Regions from separate parts of the Sus scrofa genome. Here region 1 is linked to region 2. Evidence: chromatin contacts called from public HiChIP or PLAC-seq data. All regions are on one chromosome and are shown on one strand. The core of a region is the stretch at or near the end of the contact, and the rest is flanking DNA. Distances in the headings are between cores, read along the strand shown.

Region 1 (3,858 bases), core at 840-3,339, 210 kb after region 2:
TTAAGGAAACAAACTCTTTTCCAGAGAGGCTGTACCATCTGACATTCCCACTGGCTATGTAGGAGTAATTCAGCTTTGATTTTTTTTTTTTTTTTTTTTTTGGTGTCATTTCTTGGGCTGCTCTCGGGGCATATGGAGGTTCCCAGGCTAGGGGTCGAAATCAGAGCTGTAGCCACCGGACTACACCAGAGCCACAGCAACTCGGGATCCGAGCTGCGTCTGCGACCTACACCACAGCTCACGGCAACGCCGGATCCTTAACCCACTTAGCAAGGCCAGGGATCAAACCCGAAACCTCATGGTTCCTAGTCGGATTCGTTAACCACTGAGCCACAACGGGAACTCCTGATTTTTGTTTTGTTTTTGTAAATTTCTGTGTTAAACTGCTGAAATTGTCAAAGATGCACTAGGTTTAAAACATATGCACTGTTAAGAATGTTTTATTTCTAATCTCACTTCTAATACAAAAACTTAGTCACCCATAAAAGGGAAAACAAAACTCATGCTGGACTTACTCTTCTCCCCCAGAAACTTTAAACACCGGAAGACAAAAGAATAATGATGTTTACAAAGTTCGGGGGTGGGAGGATATGAGATCCATGAATATCCAGCCAATATTCTAACTCGACATCTCTCACAGACTAAGGAGCTCTGAAGACAGAGCATCAGCCCCATGGGGCCCCTGGAAAACAAAGCAAAGGAAAGCAGAAAACAAACAAACAAAAAAACACTGTAATGAAATCCAACCAACCCATAAATGAATCAAAACAAAGGGAATGAGAAAATTGTAATAAAAAAGTGGCAGCAAGTATTACATCCCTTGAATTACAGACTTAACTGGAGGATGCATATTTGTAACACAGATGTATATATAAATTCTAAAAAAGTCACAATAATACAAGAAACATAATCAAGAGAGGAAGACAGAGGAGACAAAGAGCATTATATCTTTAAATTACAAAGAGACAACAGTGCCCTAAATGGAAAATTCTAATAAAAAATATGACTTCAACCTCAACGATTTTGATTAAGATGTTGAAAACGTGGAGTTCCCGTCGTAGCTCAGTGGTTAGCAAACCCGACTAGAATCCATGAGGACCTGGGTTCTATCCCTGGCCTCGCTCGGTGGGTGGGTCTAGGATCCAGTGTTGCCGTGAGTTGTGGTGTAGGTTCAAGATACGGCTCGGATCCGGAGTTGTTGTGGCGTAGACTGGCGGCTACAGTTCCGATTGGACCCCTAGTCTGGGCACCTTCATGTGCCACGGGAGCAGCCCCCAAAAGACAAAAAGACAACAACAACAAAAAAGTTGAAAACGTATTTACCATATATGATGTGAGGTTTTATATGTGTGTGTGTGTGATCTTTTTTTTCTTTCTTTCTTTTTTTTTGCCTTTTCAGGGCCACACCCGCGGCATCCGGAGGTTCCCAAGCTAGGGGTCTAATCTGAGCTACAGCTGCCGGTCTACACCACAACCGCAGCAGCGCCTGATCCAAGCCGCGTCTGCGACCTACACCACAGCTCAAGGCACTGCCGGATCCTGAACCCACTGAGCGAGACCAGGGATCTAACCGGCAACCTCATGGTTCCTAGTCAGATTCGTTTCTGCTGCGCCACGACTGGAACTCCTGGTATCCTTATTTCTCTGATGCTCTGTAATCTATTCAGTTTTGATCCTGCCAGCTACATCCATCCCGGTTAACTCTGTAAACTGCAGAAAATGGGTAGTAATAAAAATGATTCTTGACCACTGAAACGCACATGCATCGTGCGTGTCCAGGAGGAGATGCACTGGATTGCTGCTTTGTGTACACCGACTTACATCTACTTGTAAATACGTTTCAGCATTCCCGATGGCCTTGTGCAGTTTAGATTCCTCTTTGGACTCACTGTCTAATCTTACCGCTTTGGTTTCCTAACTCCAGAGTCTCTGCTCCTTCCTGGGGGATCCCCCTGCCCGCTTCCCCAGTCACTCCCAACGAGCGGTTGTGAAGTTCTGAAAAAGACCCGGAGACTCCCCAGGAGTTCCCGACTCTGGCCACCAGAGGGAGCTGCGTCGCCTCCACCGTTGCTGAGCAACTCTTGGCCCGGAAGCAGTTCTGCGCTCCGCCCCGCGGCGGCCGCGCGCGGAACGACTTCCGGCGGGGAGTGCGCGGGGTCGCGGAGGGCCGGCTCCTGCGGCTGCGACGGGATGACCACTCTCCGGGCTTTCACGTGCGACGACCTGTTCCGCTTCAACAATATGTGAGTGGCCGCGCTCCCTGACCATGGCCATGCTGCCGCCGTTGCGTCCCCGGGGCCGCGGGGTCGGGGTAGGGAGGAGGCCGGGCCGAACGGACGTGCTGACGCCCCGCTGACCTTGGCCGGGCGCGGACGTCCCACAGCAGCCCAACGCGTGCAGTCCCGGCGCCTCACGGGGCCGTCGGGCAGGGGGCGCGGACCGGTCCCGCGTCTCCGGTCGGCGTCCTCTCGGTGCCGGGGACCCGCGCGGTGCCGCCCAGCTTGGAGGAGGAGGTCCACTTGTGTTCTTGCGGAGTGGCAGTTTCGTGCGTTTCGTTACTGTCGCTGCGCTTCCTGCGGGGGAGTCGGGGGCGGCAAGGCCCACGGTGCGCACTTCCTTGCGTCCGACTTAAGTCGGGGTGTGGGACTTGTACATGCCTTTTTTTTCCCAAACGTTTTATTATGAAAATTTCTGAACACTTAAGAAGTTGACTGTAGACTCATAAGCCGACTCTATCGTTTACAGTGCTACACTGGCGTCATCCATCCATCCACGCATCCACCAATCCCACATCCACTTTAAAGATACTCTGGTAGTCACGTGAAAACTAAGGACCAAGTAGTTCAGATTCAAGTGTCAGGAGCATGGAAAGAACTCGAGACGAGGTAGCTAGAAACATTCAAAAAGTAGCTGAGCCTTGGAAGGTGTGTAAGTGTTGATGGTGGTGAGGAGGGAGGTTTTGGAGAAGGACGCAGGTGTGGAGGTGAGAGCCTCAGGAATGGCCAACACCTCTCAGGTGAGGGACTGTAGTAGCCGGTTCTGTAATTCGGAGGTCAGAGAAACTGGTGAGACTGGTCTGCCCCATTGTTGGGGATTTTCTCCGGGGCCTCTCCCAGTCGGAGGAGCGTAACTGAGGCTGTGTTGAGGTCTCGCTGTGTGTGGATGCGCTTCTTATCCCATCTGGTGTGAATTAACTAAAGTACTGAGTGTGAATTGCCCCTGGTGGGAGAGCCTTCCTGCCGGCAGGAAGCAAGGAGTCAAATTTAAGGACATTTGACTCCAGGGCTGTGCTGCTTAGCGAGGTCCCTGACCACCGGGGAACTTTTTGGAAATGCACATTCTTAGTTGTGTGAAGAGCACCGCTCTGGAGCCTGAGCTCCCCACCACAAGCTGTGAGGAGCGGGAGGCGGTGTGAGGAGTGAGAGGCAGTAAGAGGAGGCATACTAGCAGGTAAGCCTTTTAAGACGCTTTGGTAATGGTGGCTTGACAGAGGCTTGGGTTTGGGAAGTGCAGGCCTGGGAGGTGCCAGTTGCCTGGAAGTTTCAGGAGTAGAGGCAAAGCTTCTGGGAGAATCAGTCCTAACTGAAGACCTAAGAAGGGCCAGTGCTTATATATGAAAAGGAATAGAGTAGAAAGAAAATATGCAGGATCATTTATTTATAACAAAATATCTGATTTCAGAGAATCACCTAGCTCATTAAGGGCTCTTCAGAATATGCCAATAGGGAGACTCCTTGTCCTCCTCATTTTCTCCTAATTCTCACTTTAGTGCACTTCTATCAAGAACTCCTTGGATCACTCAGGGTGTGAAAGAAGCAATGGATGTGGAAACATTGCAGTTAATTTAACAAATGTTGT
Region 2 (3,828 bases), core at 402-2,901:
CCCCAGAGCGTAAACCATTACTGCACACATTTATGGACTATGGTTCAGGCCTGGCACTTCGATGGGTTATGTCATTTAATTCTCATCTTAGAGACGGGACGCCAGGGAGCCCTAAGAACCTGGCTGATCACTGAGAGGAAGGTCATAATGCGTCCCATCCCAACGTAAAAGCCTTTTCTCTCTTCTCCAACATTCCCGCTTGCCTTTCTTCTGTTCCCAACGTTCCATCTATTTTTTTCTTAAAAAAAAAAAATTGTTTTGTTTGTTTTGCTTTTTAGGGCCACACCTGCAGCATATGGAGGTTCCCTGAGTCATGGCCACAGCAATGCCAGATCCAAGCGACACCTGTGACCTACACCACAGCTCATGGCAATGCCGGATCTTTAAACCACTGAGCGAGGCCAGGGATCGAACCTGCAACCTCATGGTTCCTAGTCAGATTCGTTTCTGCTGAGCCGCAATGGGAACTCCTCTTCTAAAAATTTTTTAAATTTGATTTATTAATTTTTACAATATTTTTTTATTAAGGAATAGTTGGTGTAAAGTGTTGTGCCAATTTCTGCTGTATGGCAAAGTGACCCAGTCATACATATATATGGTTTTTTTCTCATACTATCTTCCAAAATGTTCTGGTTTTTTTCATGGAATCACAAGTCTCTGTGTGAAAGGGAAGGAGCACCAAGGGGATGTCTGCATAGGTCACTGTGGCGGATCATTGACCTAAATGGCATCACAGTGTCCTGGCTCTTCCAGAACCTTGCCCTGTCCTCTCAACCTGGGACGTCTGCTTTCCCTCCTCTTGCATCGGGCGGGACTCAGGGATGGGGACTGCCTTTGCAGAGAAGGTGGCAGAGGTGACACTGAGTGACCTCAAAGCAGAGATCAGCGAAGCAGATGAAGCTCCCTGCTGGCCCTCCTGCTCCGGGCCCTCCTGCCTGTGAGACCAGCTACCATGTGGTAAGGCAGCCCAGGCCCCCAGGAAGCCCCCCTTACTCCTGCCCCCCAAGGCACCACTGACATATAAGGGAGACTTGGTGAGAGGGGTGGCGGCTGCAGCCCCCCCAGCCTTGAAGCTGCTCCACTGGTGCCAGTGGAGTGCTGCCCGGACAGTGAACCGTTCCCTCTGAGTCCTGCCCCTTCCGCAGATGCAGGAGAGGATAAACACTGTCACTGATTTGAATGATCTTATTTAAACCCCCTGTGATGCCCTTTAAGGTGGATGTCGTTACACAAATTATAGGTTAGAGAATGGAAGTCAAGTCAGATGAAGTGACTCACCCAAGGCCATGTGATGATGAACTGGGATTTGAACCCAGGGCTCTCTGACACCAATCTTGTGAGATCCAGCTGTGCCCCAGTGCCTGTTCCTCCGGGACCAGGAGCTGGGGCCTTTGCTGCCCTGCAGACATAACTGCTCTCAGAGACGCAGGCCCATTGGGAGTAGGAGGACGAGAGAGCACAACTTTGGAGAACTAACTTTACGTGGTTTGTTGTGACTCAGTTTCCCTAACTAGAATCCTAGTTAAACCCTCCTGGTCCCGCCTTGAACATTCAGTTCCCAAGGGAAGCTGCCTGCCTTCCCCCCAGGAGCTGAGATCACGTGGTATCTGCTCACGTTACAGGAGATTCCTATCATGTAAAATAATAACCACGTTTCTAGGTCACCCGCAGAGTGACTTCAGGCTCTGGGAGCCCAGGGCCTCATTCTTTAGCACAGGCTCTAACCTCTGATAGACAATGAATAAATGCAAGTTAAAAAAATACCAAAGAGCTGAAAGTGTGGATTTTCTTGAGAAGGATGGTGGTAGGGTAAGGACGTGCAAAATTCCAGGTAGAGATACTGAAATCTTGTCTAGCTAAAAGTTTGTCTTCTGAGGTCAAGTTTTCTTTGTCACTTTCTTTGTCTTTTCCTGTTAGATAAAACATCTTTGGGTTTGACTTTGATAAATAAAGAAATTCCAACAAAATGCAACAACAAACTAAACAATAACAGGAAGAGGAGACACTCTTTCTCAGTGAATAGTTATTCAAGTGGAAACTATTTTCTGATGTGCGACATTGGAGAATTGACTTTGGTATGCATGTGGAAATGTGGAAATGTGACGTGTAACGTCTGCACTCAGCCTTTTCAGGCTTCGATGGGTGGCTTTGTGTCTTTCAACTTGAATTTAGTTGTCACTGCAGCTGCTTGAGCACTGGGAACAGTTCTTCACTCCACTTGAGCCTGTGCTTTGTAGGTGTAGGACTCCAGTAATAATGGGGGGGGGGGAGCAGCACGACCAGAATATGAGGAATTTTTTTAAAAAAGAAGTATAAATAAATGCATGCAAAATGTTAGGCAAGTTTGGAATTCCTGCTGTGGCTCAGTGGTGTCTTTGTAGTGCCAGGAGGCAGATTTGATCCCTGGCCAGGCACAGTGGCTGAAAGGATCTGGTGTGGCCACAGCTGTGGCATATGTCACAACTGTGGCTCACATCCGACCCCTGGCCCAGGAAAACTATATGTCGTGAGGTGGCCAAAAATGAAAAAAAAAAAATTAAGCAAGTTTAAATCTCTAATTGTCTTTTTTAGTGCCTGATCTATCAGTTAGCTGTTGCTGCCTAACAAACACACTCCCCCCTGCCCCCTGCAAGCTTAGTTAGTTCAAATAATAGCCATATATTTAGTGGATGATGCTGTGGGTTGGCAGTTTAGGCTGGGTCTAGCTGGGTTAGCTGGACTGACTGGCACATCTCCCATCAGCTGCCAGACTGGCCAGGAGCTGACTGGTGGGTGAAGCCTCAGCCAGGGTGACTCACCTTTGCTCTGCCCTCCTCCTCCAGCAGATGAATCAGGGCTCCAGGAGGGCACACGGGTATGGCTTCTTGAAGCTAGGGCGTGGGGATGACACAGGGCCACTTCTGCCACATTCTGTTGGCCAGAGCAAGTCACAGACCATTCTAGATCGGAGAGATGAGATGTAGACTCCAGGCCTTGGGGTAGGAGGTGCAAAGCCACCTTGCAAAGGACAGACACGCAGGAAGGGGATGAACTGTAGCCATCGCTCCAACCCACACACCCAGCAAGATGCAATACTGTGCTGAGGGTGTTGGCCACACTACAAGGGAGGCGGTGGAAAGGAAACCTTTGCGTGGTTTATAAATTATGAGCAAAACAGAACTGGATTGAGAGGGGAGAGGATGCCAGGAGAGGCTGAGATGGACACGGAAGAGAAGAGAAGAGCCCTGGGCGCCCCTCATTCTCCATCCGCTGTCTGGAAAGGCGGGGGGGGGGGGCGGGGGAGATTGAGACAAGGGGGGGAAGATGGAGGCAGCGCATGGGGTGGGTAGTTGATAGTGAAAAGGCTTTCTTTTCCTTTGCTGCTCTTTTCTCTTCCTCTGTCAGCTGGGGGGTGGCAGATGGGTCACAGGTAAAGAGTAAGCAGCCACCTACCTGTCAGAGTCAGGAGAAGGGGCCTGCGCTGAACCCCGGAAACCTGGACAGCATCACTACTTCCGCCTGCTTCCTGCCACTGAAGGCTCAAGGGCACATGGCTCGTCTGATGGGTTTGTTTCGTGGAGGGGCAGGGGTACAGCGGCAGTGGGGGTGGGGGAAGGGTCAGCTGGTCTGTCTCCTGCATCCCTTTTTTCATGGAATTTCAGGAAGACTTCAGCTTCCACTGCCCGCCCCCACTTCCCCCACCCTTCTGACACCACCACATTCATTGTTACATTTTTTTTGTCACAGTGGCCCTGGAAGGGTGGGTCTCACTTTTCAAATGGGGAAACTGAGAGCTTAGAGGCTCAGGAACGTGCCTGCATCTCACAGGTGGGCAGTGGCCAAGGCGGG

Evidence for each region. HiChIP or PLAC-seq counts read pairs in DNA pulled down with a chosen protein or histone mark.
Region 1: a contact with region 2 is called in an H3K27ac HiChIP or PLAC-seq map of skeletal muscle. The contact joins the promoter of NAA20 here to the enhancer-like site in region 2. A contact is called at or near these places in 1 of 5 promoter capture datasets (fetal skeletal muscle), 4 of 47 Hi-C or Micro-C datasets (embryonic fibroblasts, mesenchymal stem cells and skeletal muscle) and 2 of 2 datasets of contacts at active chromatin or transcription factors (alveolar macrophages and skeletal muscle).

The regions. Positions count from the first base shown.
Region 1 is chr17:28,068,063-28,071,920 of Sscrofa11.1, forward strand. NAA20 (N-alpha-acetyltransferase 20) reads left to right here and starts at 2,090. Exons shown (of 7, transcript XM_021077417.1): 1 at 2,090-2,243. The coding sequence starts at 2,191.
Region 2 is chr17:27,856,235-27,860,062 of Sscrofa11.1, forward strand. No RefSeq gene overlaps it. Among named protein-coding and RNA genes, the nearest start is that of RIN2, 83 kb to the right of the region's middle. Within about 2 kb of position 1,652, at least 3 of the 83 cell types and tissues checked have an H3K27ac peak or open chromatin away from gene starts, as enhancers often do. A contact at or near this core is called in skeletal muscle, where this site is marked.